3 separate regions of the Zea mays genome follow, and regions 1 and 2 are each linked to region 3. Evidence: chromatin contacts called from public Hi-C data. All regions are on one chromosome and are shown on one strand. The core of a region is the stretch at or near the end of the contact, and the rest is flanking DNA. Distances in the headings are between cores, read along the strand shown.

Region 1 (4,035 bases), core at 925-3,424, 710 kb before region 3:
TTTGGTGTAGTGCGGCACTCCGGCCTAGAGATGTCCAAATGGGCCGCCCGACCCGGGCCGGCCCGGGCCCGGTGAAGCCCGGCCCGTCAGGCACGGTTATAAAACCGGGCCGGGCCGTCTAGGCACGCGGGCTTAATTTCCTGTCCGAGTCCGGCCCGCATCGGGCCTAAACGGGCCGAGTCGGCCCGTTTAGCACGAAAAAAGCAGGCCGAAAAGCGGGCTATGCGGGCCGGTAAGCACGTTTTAGTGTAAAAAAGAGGGCTTAACGGGCGTCGCTTATTCACGCGGGCACCGGCAGATCGCTGCCACCGGGGTCAAAATCCGGAATGGTTTTTTTTTTCTTCTCTGTGCCAAGAATCATGATAGCAAGTTTAATAATAGAGTCTATTGTTGGATGTAACTACTTACTATGTCATCTAAAACTAACAATAAACACGCTCATATAATAAAGCTGGTTCTAAGGTTGGCTATTAGATGAATGTATTGTTTTCATCTTTTTATCTTGAAGCGCCCTGGCTCTTACGTGAAAGTCTATTCACTTTACTTCTTTATGTGTCGAGTTCATTATTGTACTTCTGATAGCTTGGCCAGCTCTGTGACTGTGTCCTCCGCGGGACAGGGCATCGATCAGACTCCTCCCACTCCCGGTCGGACGTACTCAAGCACAATGCAAATAAAACATCACACAGGTTGGCATCCCGGTCATATCGCGCTGCTAGTGCTAGCGCGCGCCACAGATGGAATCTGGACGTGCATGGCGCGGGGGTCAGATCAGATCGCACGGATGGCTTTGTTTATCTGCGCTGCGCTGCGGCGCTTGTTCAGTGAGCGAGAAGGACATTAATTAAAACGAGCTGAGGGCCAGCATTTTTTAGAATATAGTAGCACTGATGAATCCGGCTGCGGCTCAGGCGCAGATACGATCGGCATAATGCGCTATCAGCGCTCGTGATCCATCTGGCAATACTAACGACACGGTCGGCCGGACAGAGCCCTCCCCCGCCTGGGTGTCTGGAGATATCCGAAATCGTCGCACAGTGTACTATTGATTTGTGGCTCTGCATACCAAACTAGTTAACACGGTTATTACGAGCGTCAAACGGTTAGGACAATCTCCGCCGCAAGGGAACAGAAGCGTGTATGACTGTATGTCCGAGATCGGAAATCGTGGCTGTTATATATGCAGCCAGCGCGCGTGGAACCCATGACGGAACTGAACTGTTTCTTCAGAACTATAATTGCAGGTGGTGATAATGCTCTTGCTCTATACCGTGGACGCAATCAAACAATGCATGGCTTTGCCACGGAGATCAGCAGGATGGGGGAGTAGACACCAAGCCTATGATTTGGTGTCCCCCAGCCATGACGAGCGCGCGGGGCAATTTCTTGCAGCCGTCCCGACTGATTGGAATACGAACGGGACACGCGATCCACATCATATATGGAACAAAGCTGGCTCTGGCTAGATTGGATTCCTCTCGCGTGGTCGTGGATGGATGCATGTGACAGCCGAGGATGGAAACGACGAGCACGGCTCCGCTGGCATCGACTAGAAAATTGGCCGCGCGTTCTTATCGCTCCGCGGCAGAGTGAGAGGAGAGTCTGATGGGGATGGAAGAAGCACACGGAAGGCGATTTTGTCAGCACCATGGCTCGCAGTACAGTACAGCAGCCGAGCAGCGTTTGAGATTTGATGAGAAGCAACAACGTACTAAACTGCGTTGCGATGTGCGGCACCAGATTTTGCCATGTCGCGGCCGGCCGCACTCGATGAACTTCCTCGTCGTCTTTACTCAACGGTCTGCTGTGGAGAAAGAGAGCGGCTCCTATATACAGTACGTGGTGACCAAGTGAATAGGCCGATTGACACCATCAGGATCTGCTTCTGCCAGTACTAGCTACTCTACTTGAAAAGGTCGTTTTCCTGCCGTGCTCAACTCTCCGTCCATTTACGTCTGGCGTGAATGGCGGTACGATTGAGAGACAGATAGAGACCTTCTTCCCTGACCCGTGTCTGACGCGGACTCCCTGATGACCTCGCCACGGGTGCGTGACTGCGACACCATGTGGATGGCTGGCACGGCTGGGCTGACCCCGTGCAGGTGCAGCTCACTCCAGCTCTTCCTCGAAGGCACGGGGAAGCGCGTTTCTTCACAGATTTCCGTGCGCGGCATGGGTGCCCGTCCGCGCGTGCCCAGGCGACAGCGGATCCTCCAGGCAGGGCAGAGTCAGACGGACGGGAGCCAGCCGAGAATATTTTGAACCTGCGTGCGTCGGTGCCCAGGCCAGGGTGCGTGTGTGGGTCACCTCACCTGCTAGCCGGGTACCGGGTGCGAGTGGGAGCACCTACGTCGGTGCACGCCACCTGGAAAACGAGCCAGAACCAAGAGCGGATATAAGGGCATGTACAGTGGAGAGACATCAAAACGGTTCTCCAAGCACAAGAGACAACTAAGAGACTCTATTATACAATGGAGTGTCTATAAATGCAGTCTACTAATAAATACAAAATTAAATGCATTTGTACAACAGCAGATCGATAGAACAGACGACAAATTCGTACGATAGGAAGTGAGGTGTCTGTTACTACTTGGTTTACGAGCCAGAGGCGTCTCTTCACGGAGAGATCGCTCTAAGATTTTTTTGCAAATACACCCCTTAAACACATTAAGAGTCTCCACATTAAACACCATTGTACATGCCCTAAGGCATCCACAGAAGAGCGTGGCGATTGCTACATGCCAACAGTGCCTGCGATTTCGACGGAGGCCCGTGGGGTTCAGCTCGGTCCCGTCTCCGGATGAACGCAACCCCACTTCACCAGTTTTGAGACGAATAGACACCGAAGAGTCCTGGCTGGTGAGCCATAGACCAGTTACGTGCGAACTGTGACATGCATGCCGAGGGCCGAGGGGGTCAGTCAACTTCGCGTCGGCGTCGCCACGTATTTTTTCTTTCTTCTTCGCCTTGCTTGTCCGGTTAGTTTCGGCCTAACGCGGCCTACTAATTGGAGCTAGCAGCCACAATCCACACACTTCAACGCCAACGCATATATATACGCGCCTCCTATATCACCGCATTAATTGTGTGTTCGATAAGCACGGTCAGAGTTGGCCCCTGACACCCCACGAAAGGCATCGAGTCAAACCGTCCACACCAAACCAACACCGCTCGGTGAATTCAGCGAAGCAGGCACGTGCTCGGCACATTTCGGCCAGGTCAACGCACCTACTACTGTTTCCACTTCCAAGGCCAAATATTGTTTGGTGCAGTGCCAGCTGACCCGGGTGCTTCGTTCGTTCGCAGCAAAAAACCAGAACGACATGTACGCTCACGACACGTACAAGCCTTGATGGTTAACTGGTTGATTACATTTAATTTGAACAGGAATTTGGGGGCTTAGTAGGGTGGAGGAGAGAAGATGCACACTGCTGCATACCGACACGAGTAAGCAGATTCCTAATCTAACCAGCTGATCACATTATCCTTATCCTCCTGTGGCTGTGCCTGCCCCTGCCCAACGCATTATCCTCTTGCTATGGTACCCTCGCCTCGCGACGGCAGAACGCATGCACGCCACATCATCGCCGGATTAATCAGTGGTTACACACCACTGACCAGACAAGAGTCTCCGCTCCCAAACCAGGTATATATTCCAGGTTTGGTCCAGTGTCGCGCTTCCAGCACGGCCAAACTTTAGGCTAGCTAGCTAGATTCCGGCAATAAGCTGCCAATCGGCGTGCCAAATGTGACGTGAACATCTGCGCCCACTACTACCACTATCCGCTAATATTTTCGCTTCTTCGATGGGGACTGAGGAGGATTTGAGATAATTAAATTCCCTCATATACAATTAATCCTTTTCAATTCCCCTACTTGTTCGGTTTGAGGTGGATTGAGAGGATACGTTGGAGGAGATTTAATTCCCTCCCATACAAATTTTGTATGAGAGGAGATTTAATCCCCTCCAATTTACCCTTAGGCCTCGTTCGTTTTGGCTGGATAAGCTCATTCCCTACCTCATTTCGGCATGAA
Region 2 (3,609 bases), core at 141-2,640, 630 kb before region 3:
CTTAACAATATGTGAAAAATTTTTTAGATCACCATTCATTATCACTCTACCCGGCGCACAGCAAAGGGCGCTTAGGCGGCGGCCCGGCGCGATGGCCGATGGGTCAAGGGATGAAAACGAGACGAAAAATTCCCGTATCATCCCGTATCGAATACTATTTTTCCCCGATCATTTTCGAATTGTTCGAAAACCGATTAGAAACGGTAAAAAACGATTTAGCTAGTTTTTTGACTGTTTTCGTATTTTTCGTTTCCGGGTCGTGCTAATACCGTTTTCTACCGTTTTATATAATATGAGATAGATCTAGCATATAATTTATTTAAGTTATAGATTTTTATTGTGTTCAAGTGAATGAATAAGCGAAAAACAAATGTTATAATTACTCTAACTAATATGAATGATGGAAAAAGAGTTGTTTGTGTATTTCTAAATCTTAAAAATTAGGCAATACATCACTTTATTATGTTTTTGTTAAAACTACAAAATAGTTATTTTTTGACTATATTTTATCGTTTTCGATCGTTTTCGAATAACCGATAATTCCGATTCCGTATTTCGACTGTTGATTTTCGTTTTCTTCCCAACAAAAAGATATGAAAACAAAAACAATTTAGCTGTTTTTTTATCGTTTCGACATTTCATCCTAGATGGGTGAGCGCGGCAGCTCGGAGGATGCACGTGACGCCGTCGGGCGTCGGCAGTGGGGAAGGCTGGTTCGTGATTTTTTTTTAGTCGGGCTCCACTGAAGACTAAACTAACCACAACGTGGACCGATCTTGTATAGGTCTATTTTTTGTAATTTTGCTAGAGCTTCGGTTTCTCCTTTGTATATTAGAACTGCAGTCTTTGTATGACAGACGAGTGTAACTCCATAAACCGAGAAGAAGTTACTAGCTGCTCAGCAGATTCACACACTGCCTTTGCCATTCTAGGCATGCGACGGGACGGTTTGTACAAACAAACACGAGATCTTTTTGGAACGTAGGAATTTTATAGGAGTAACATAGTTCAAAAAACATAGGATGAGGAAAAATTATCCTTTAATCCAAAAGAGGTCTAACTGAAAACTAAAAACACAAGCCACGCATTCTTTGCTAGTGCATTGATCCATGTATCTTTCGTTTTTACTACTGCAAAGCCAGCTTTCGTCATATCGTAATCTAAGAATGCGGTATGGCTTTTTCGTCAGGCATCAACCAGCTTCCACTGCTTTGGTGGCTAACCATCCTCACCGTCACCGACTCCGCTAATCACCGTGCCCCCGGATGGCCGGGCCCCTCTAGGGCCAAAAGATTTGTCCGCGACCGTACGCGACGAGGGCCCACCTGAGGAAACGGGTTATTTAACCAGCCGCGCGCTTCCCATTTTCATGTGCTTGCTTTGCTTAAACCAGCTCGGCCTTTGCTTTTTTGCAGCGGGGTATATATCTTCGCTATATATACAACTCCTCTCCTGCTCCGCTCTTCAAGCCCACCCAGAGCTCTGTAGAAGAGAGGGGAGGAAGGACCGAGGACCAACCGGAGCCCCACTCGGCCGCCGCCTCTCACCTCCACCGACTGCCTGCGTCCCACCGCTCCTGCTGCCGCCCGTTGCTCTCGCCATTGAAGCCCTCGCCGCCTCCGCCCGCTTGCCCGCCCTCCCGTCGGCTGCCTTCCGGGTACGCGCCACGCTGCCTATGCCGCCACCGGTTCTTACCGCGCTTTCATATTCTTCCGATGCGTTCTTGCTGGGAGGCGCTTGATCTGTTCTTGGTGTTTTCGGGGTTCTTTTTGCTCTGGTGGTATGGTGGTGGTGGGGTGTGTGTGTGGAAGTGGAACCACCATTTGCTCGATTTGGCGTTCATTCGCTCCCTTCCTGCAGCAGATTTACCTCCTTTTTTCCCCTCCCTTGTTTCTTGCTTGATTTGTTGCCTTCTTTTTCGGTAGATTCCGGTTCGCAGCTTTACCTCGCGTCGTTGCTCCCTTTTAACCGACTTGCTCCCATTCATGCCCTTCATGCTTCGTCTAACGAAGGTTTCTGCTTCTGTTGTGTCTGCCCTTGTGTGTCATCCGGGCATCTTCTTGTTTGCTTGCTTTTAATGAACCGCGAAAGCTAGCGGATCCTGACGTGTTCCTTGTCTCTATTGCAGATGAGAAGCGGCGCAACCTGGGCGGTGGAAGCGTGGTCGGACTGAGCCTTCGTGGGGGTTAGCGCCGAGAAGGATCCTGGAGATTAAGCGCATGGGTTCCTTGGAGGCCCGGTACAGGCCGACCGGGGCAGCGTAAGATCTCACTGTCCAGTCTCGATCTACCCTCCCCTTCCCCTACCTCTTCACTCACCTCAGCCCGCTTGCTGCTCACGCTTTTGTGCTGGGGTTCTGCTCGGTGTGGATAGCGATAGCGTGCTAATCCAGGTTCAGTCTCAGATGCGCCATTTGCTTTACCATGTGCGGTCATGTGCTGCGTGCTGTATTGATTTGCATCTAAGCTCGTATTGATGCCTGTGTCTGGGGTGTGGTGGTGCCATCCTCCATTCTTATCATGCAATCTTGCAGCAGTGAGTGTTGCGGTACTACTACCATGTACCTTTGTACAAGATGCCGTCCCTTCCCTTCTGGTCGCTGTTCCGTTCACCATGCTCCGCCCCCTCTATTTGGTAGGTGGTGCTGGCAGTGGTGGTTATGCTTTTATGACATCTTCTACCAGTCCGTCAGAGAAACTAGCAAGAACTTTGCCCCTTCTCCCAGCCCATGATATGCATGGATGCTGATGGTTCGCCGACGATGCGTTTCAAACTTGTAAATCTGCCCATCCTCACACTCGTCGGGATTTTCACGGTTCTCCTGGCCGAAAGTTACTCTCTGGTGTGGTGATTTTGTATCCCATATCTGGATTCTAATAACAATCAACAAAGATTTTGCTTCGAGCTCGGCCGTTTCTTCTGCCGTAAAGCGCGCAGCCTGGCGTCGGTGGCCATCCATGTGTTCGTCCTGCTGTTTTGACCCCAAAGACTGCACCTTGTGACAGCAGCCCTATTTTAAATGCCGTAAAGCTGCCTAAGTGACGCTCCTCGGCCACGTTGAGCAGGTCAGCTACTGCTGCTGCTTGGTGCCTCCTCTGGCCCCGGACCGTTGAATTGCCGTGCTTGGCGTGTAGAAAATGGCGCGTTTTGGTGTGTGCCCTACCGGTGATTTCGGCTATCTAAGTAGGGTCCATATTTTTGGACCAAATTTTTTCGACGATGTTTACCCCTAGTACTGGGAAGAAAAAGCTTTCTTCTCTGTAGCTGGGATGCAATTTTTTGGTTGCGTGTTCCACGGTATTCAAAGAATATGGAGGGTTAGGTACCAAACATCTTCATTTATGCCCATCTTTCCCAAAAGATGTGACTAATAAAGTAGAGGTCTCGACAATAACAGAGTCCACTAATTTCCTTTGGCTCCTTTTAAATTCTCAGTGCTGGGTGTGTATTTTTTCCTTTAGCCTTTTTTCTTCTACAGGCAAACAACTTTTGTTTGATTCAGCACTTTACACACATACATACGTGATACCGCAAGTTTTTGCTCTAAAAAAGATGTGCTTTGAATGCTTTAGTTTTAGTCTTACAAGTCAGTACTATTCACAGATGCTG
Region 3 (3,996 bases), core at 1,036-3,535:
GATGGAGCTGAAGGAATCCCTCTCAGATCCGCTGAAGGCATCCCGCTCAGATCACCGAGGGCAACGGAATCGTTTCGATCAACGCTATAATGGTTGGTGATCCTTCTTCAAAGGCCATGGTCAGCCATTCTTTCATTTGATAACACACCTTTGTAGATTGTATTTTAGGATTCCAAAAGGTAAAGGCACCGCTCCCCATGTAATTTTTTTGAGACACCGGTGTAGAGTATTGGGGGAACTTATGTTATACATCTCGAAATGCCCAGAATGGGCTTAGATCCAGTTTTTGATACACACCAGACACCACGGTGGCATACAAGACCCGTTATCAGCGACACAGTTACTGTTGTATTCTTTTGGATAGAAAATTAGAAGATAGGGGAAGAATCTGAAGAAGGCTCCTCGAAGAAACTTCTTTACCTCCCATCCACATGTGGTGTTCTAGTTTCTGATATGCGTTTTTTTTTTGGGTTAATTCATTCATCTTATGTTCGTTGCTTCTGTGTGAGGGGAAAGCACTTCCTCGCTCTACTCGTGCGGAAGCGATCCATTCTTTCGTGTCCAACTCACACGTCAAGAATATCGAAATGTGGACCCTTTTCAGCGCGCTCTTTAATTCAGCTTACCTGAGCATCAATGGTGAAGGAAGAATGCAAGCTCATTGACCAAGGTGGCAATGATGTCGCCGATCCACAACGCGATGGAGACGAGGACAGTGATCTCGTGTGCCTGCGCTCTCGTGTTCGGCTGTGCGCCTGGGTTCTGAGAATCCTAAACGCGTCGCGGCCGTGAACTATTCACATGTATGGAAATCTGTACATGGTTCGCATTCTTTCTCTTCTGACACTCGTGCCAAAAAAATGTATGTATATCTTTATTAATTGCCTCTCTCATTCAGTGCAAAGCTGCAGGAATGGCAGGGAGAGATGTCCCAGAAGCAATTGGAGAGTGTAGCAGTAGCAGTAGCCAGTCTGGTAGACAACTAGCTAGACCTGCTTGCTTGATCATTCCTCCGCGTCCGGGTCCGGCTCGAGGCCTGCGATCTGCTTCAGTGGCTTCCAAACAAAGCTTCTCCTGCACGCGTGCAACAGGGCCACACGTACGTAATCAGGCCTTAGCCACAAGTGGTCCCGTGTGGGAAATTTAGACATGGAGGGAGGTAGAAGGAAGCGCATGTACCAGTTGCCGCATTCTGCGATCACCCTGACTTTGGGGCGGATGTCCGGGAGCATGGCCAGGAACTGCAGCTCAGCCTTGGACAGAACCTGCACGTAGACCAGACGAGAGGCCCGAAGAAGAGGTTCAGGAACAGAGCACTCGTCAGTGGTGTGCCGATCGATGGAGGCGCGTGCATGTAGATGTAAGCAGGCACCTCACCTTGGCTTCGATGATCCAGACGACGAGGCCTTTGGCGTCCGGGTGCAGCAGGCTGAGCCTGTAGTCCACCTCCGGCGGGAAGTACCACCGCGCCACCGGCTGCCTGCCGAGGCTAGGCTGCAGTCACCGCACCGCCACTCCAATCGAGTCAGTTCGTCGATCGACCGCTCGGTTCCCGCACGCGACGAAAGGACACGGCACAGCCACAGCAGCAACAACAAGCAAAGAAAGAGAGAAGGGAACGTATGTCGTGCTCACGTGATGTCCGTGCTCATGTGAGCACTTTAAATCGTGAGTGTTCTTTCTTAATCCAACGATTAGTGCTTTTTATTCACTTAAGTCCTCTCACCTTAACGATGAGTGTTCCTGGCCAGCAGCATGATCGTTAGATTAAGAAGGAACACTCACGATTTAAAGTGCTCACATGAGCACGGACGTCGCGTGAGCACGAGATACGTTCCCAAGAAACTAAAGGCGTGCTACGTACCGGGCAGACGGGGTGGACCTTGGTGAGCGTGGTCTCCGGGTCGCCGAGCCCCCGCGCGGAGAGGTCGAGGAAGTAGTAGCCCTGGTAACGGAGGCGGTTCAGGTAGCGGCCCTCGTAGCCGCCCTCGTGCGGCGGGTAGATGGCCAGCGCCTTGTGCTTCTCCACGTCGTCCAGCCACTTGCCCAGGTCCGGCCGCACCAGGTCGCCGCCCACGAAGTCCCACACCGTGCTGCGCACCGACACCGACCCCCGGCCGCCCCGCGACCCGCCGCGCCGGCCGCTGAGGAGCGAAGGCGCCGGGACTGGGGACACGGACACCGCGCGCGCCGCCGCCGCCGTTGCTGCCGACCACATGGTGCTGCTGCCTGCGGCCGTGCGTGTGGGTGGGTGGGAGTGGAAGTGGGACTGTGGGAGGAGTCGCTTGATTGCTTTTGAGCCTGTGGCGGGAAGATGGCTTGCGCTGAAGCTGAAGTGGGGAGGAGGGGTCGCGGATAAGTCTCCAATCCAGGCCGTAGGTTGGTCTGTCAGCCGAACTGCCCAAGACTGAAAGAGCAGAGTACATGTGTTACCACTTACCAATCTGTATTCAGATTCTACTCAGAGATCGCACACAGTACGGATACGTGAATTTTCTTTAGATCCAAACAAAATATTAAAATGCATTAAAAGTTACATAGATCATTAATCCTGTTAAGGCCTATTTTAGAAACTTTAGTTTATTCAGACCCGCCAATTCTGAAGGTGATTTGTGTTTCCAAAGTCTAAACTGTCCCAAAAGAATGTCATCAACTGGAAACCCACGTAAATGCATTTGTTTTAGAACGGAGGGAGTAAAATTTCGGTGTGGATCACGTTGACTTCAGAAGTTATTTGAAAAATTAAAATATAAAGAACTTAAATAAATATTTAGGCATATAACGATTTGAGGACACCAGCTTAAAAAACCTTTTAAATTAAACAGTTAGTAAAGTAGGTCACGCGCTCTTTTTGCTTTTTTTAAAGAAAGATGGATGTTGTGCATCATTTGTTGGGATGGTCGTGCTTAGTCTGTCCCAGCAGGGTTCCAAAATTTTATCCACTAAGATAATATTTCTAGTCTTTCACATCACCATTTAAAAGATTCTATCATGTATATTTTTCATGCCTTCAGCAGCAGCAACCTCTAAATTTTATCATCTATATCTCATCATCTATTTTTTTCCAGCCATATTAATGAGAAAAAATTCAAACGATATTTTTTCCATTCACCAATTGTGTACTCCCTCCGGTCCTGAAAAAGATGTCGTTTTAGACAAGGTTTGAGTGAAACATATAAAACTTTGACTATAAATAATAGTTTTGAAATCTAATATATATATACATATATATATATCTTAAAAATCACTTTTACAAAAGTATAAATATATTAAGAGTTTATTTGTATTTACAAAAATATTGGTCAAAGCTATATTTTGAAGACCGTGTTTATGTTCTAAATGACTAGCTTCTGTTGCATCGGACACTGGTCACTAGAAAAACAATCCTCTTTTAGTTTGTTCCTTATCCGCCACTAGGCAAGGCTATAGAGGAAGTTCGCGGTGGTGACAACATAAGAGGAAAAAGATGGCGCGCATGACAGGACGGTCGTGGAGACCAGTGGCGAACGCAGGATAAAATTATAGGTGGAGCAACATTATAAAAGCTAAATCACTAGATTAGATCACAACTCACAAGATAAAACTAGTTTTATGATGACAATATGGAGGATAAGTAATAATACTAGAAATGTTTCATAATAACATGCATACCGAAATTTCTCTCTTAATCTGCAGTGCGGCACCAAAATCACCGACAAAAATCCAATCTACAGTTAGAAAAGATGTATATTAGATGAACATCAATACAAGAAAAGTACATTGATGAAAATAGTGCAGTGAATATACCACTAAGTTGTTAATCTTGTAGTTATGACTCGAGGCAAGTGCATTCTTCTAGTTTTAAGACGCTGGAATCTTCTAGTAATAGTCTCATCATCAAGGGATTTGAATATCTCTTTGTCTGTATAGCAAACCATCAAATCATTCATCCAATCATCTTCAACTTTGTTACGCAATTCTCTCTTAATGATGTTCATTGCCAAAAATATTCTCTCA

What was found. Hi-C and Micro-C count contacts between places; a contact is called where the count stands out from the background.
Region 1: a contact with region 3 is called in a Hi-C map of leaf, with 5 times the contacts expected there. The contact joins the promoter of LOC103652370 here to the promoter of LOC100192546 in region 3. A contact is called at or near these places in 5 of 25 Hi-C or Micro-C datasets (bundle sheath, ear, endosperm and 2 more).
Region 2: a Hi-C map of leaf shows a contact between it and region 3, with 4 times the contacts expected there. The contact joins the promoter of LOC100193311 here to the promoter of LOC100192546 in region 3. A contact is called at or near these places in 3 of 25 Hi-C or Micro-C datasets (bundle sheath, ear and leaf).

What each region holds. Positions count from the first base shown.
Region 1 is chr3:176,797,981-176,802,015 of Zm-B73-REFERENCE-NAM-5.0, reverse strand. It overlaps LOC103652370 (homeobox-leucine zipper protein HOX10), which reads right to left and starts at 2,174. Exons shown (of 5, transcript XM_008677972.1): 1 at 1,996-2,174. The coding sequence starts at 2,174.
Region 2 is chr3:176,718,191-176,721,799 of Zm-B73-REFERENCE-NAM-5.0, reverse strand. It overlaps LOC100193311, which reads left to right and starts at 1,390. Exons shown (of 5, transcript NM_001394745.1): 1 at 1,390-1,657; 2 at 2,129-2,260. The coding sequence starts at 2,220.
Region 3 is chr3:176,087,396-176,091,391 of Zm-B73-REFERENCE-NAM-5.0, reverse strand. LOC100192546 reads right to left here and starts at 2,285. Exons shown (of 4, transcript NM_001361515.1): 1 at 1,865-2,285; 2 at 1,378-1,494; 3 at 1,180-1,265; 4 at 855-1,074. The coding sequence starts at 2,218. The coding sequence ends at 1,005. It overlaps LOC100501448, which reads left to right. Exons shown (of 9, transcript NM_001362580.1): 9 at 1-281. The coding sequence ends at 90. It also overlaps the pseudogene LOC112268477.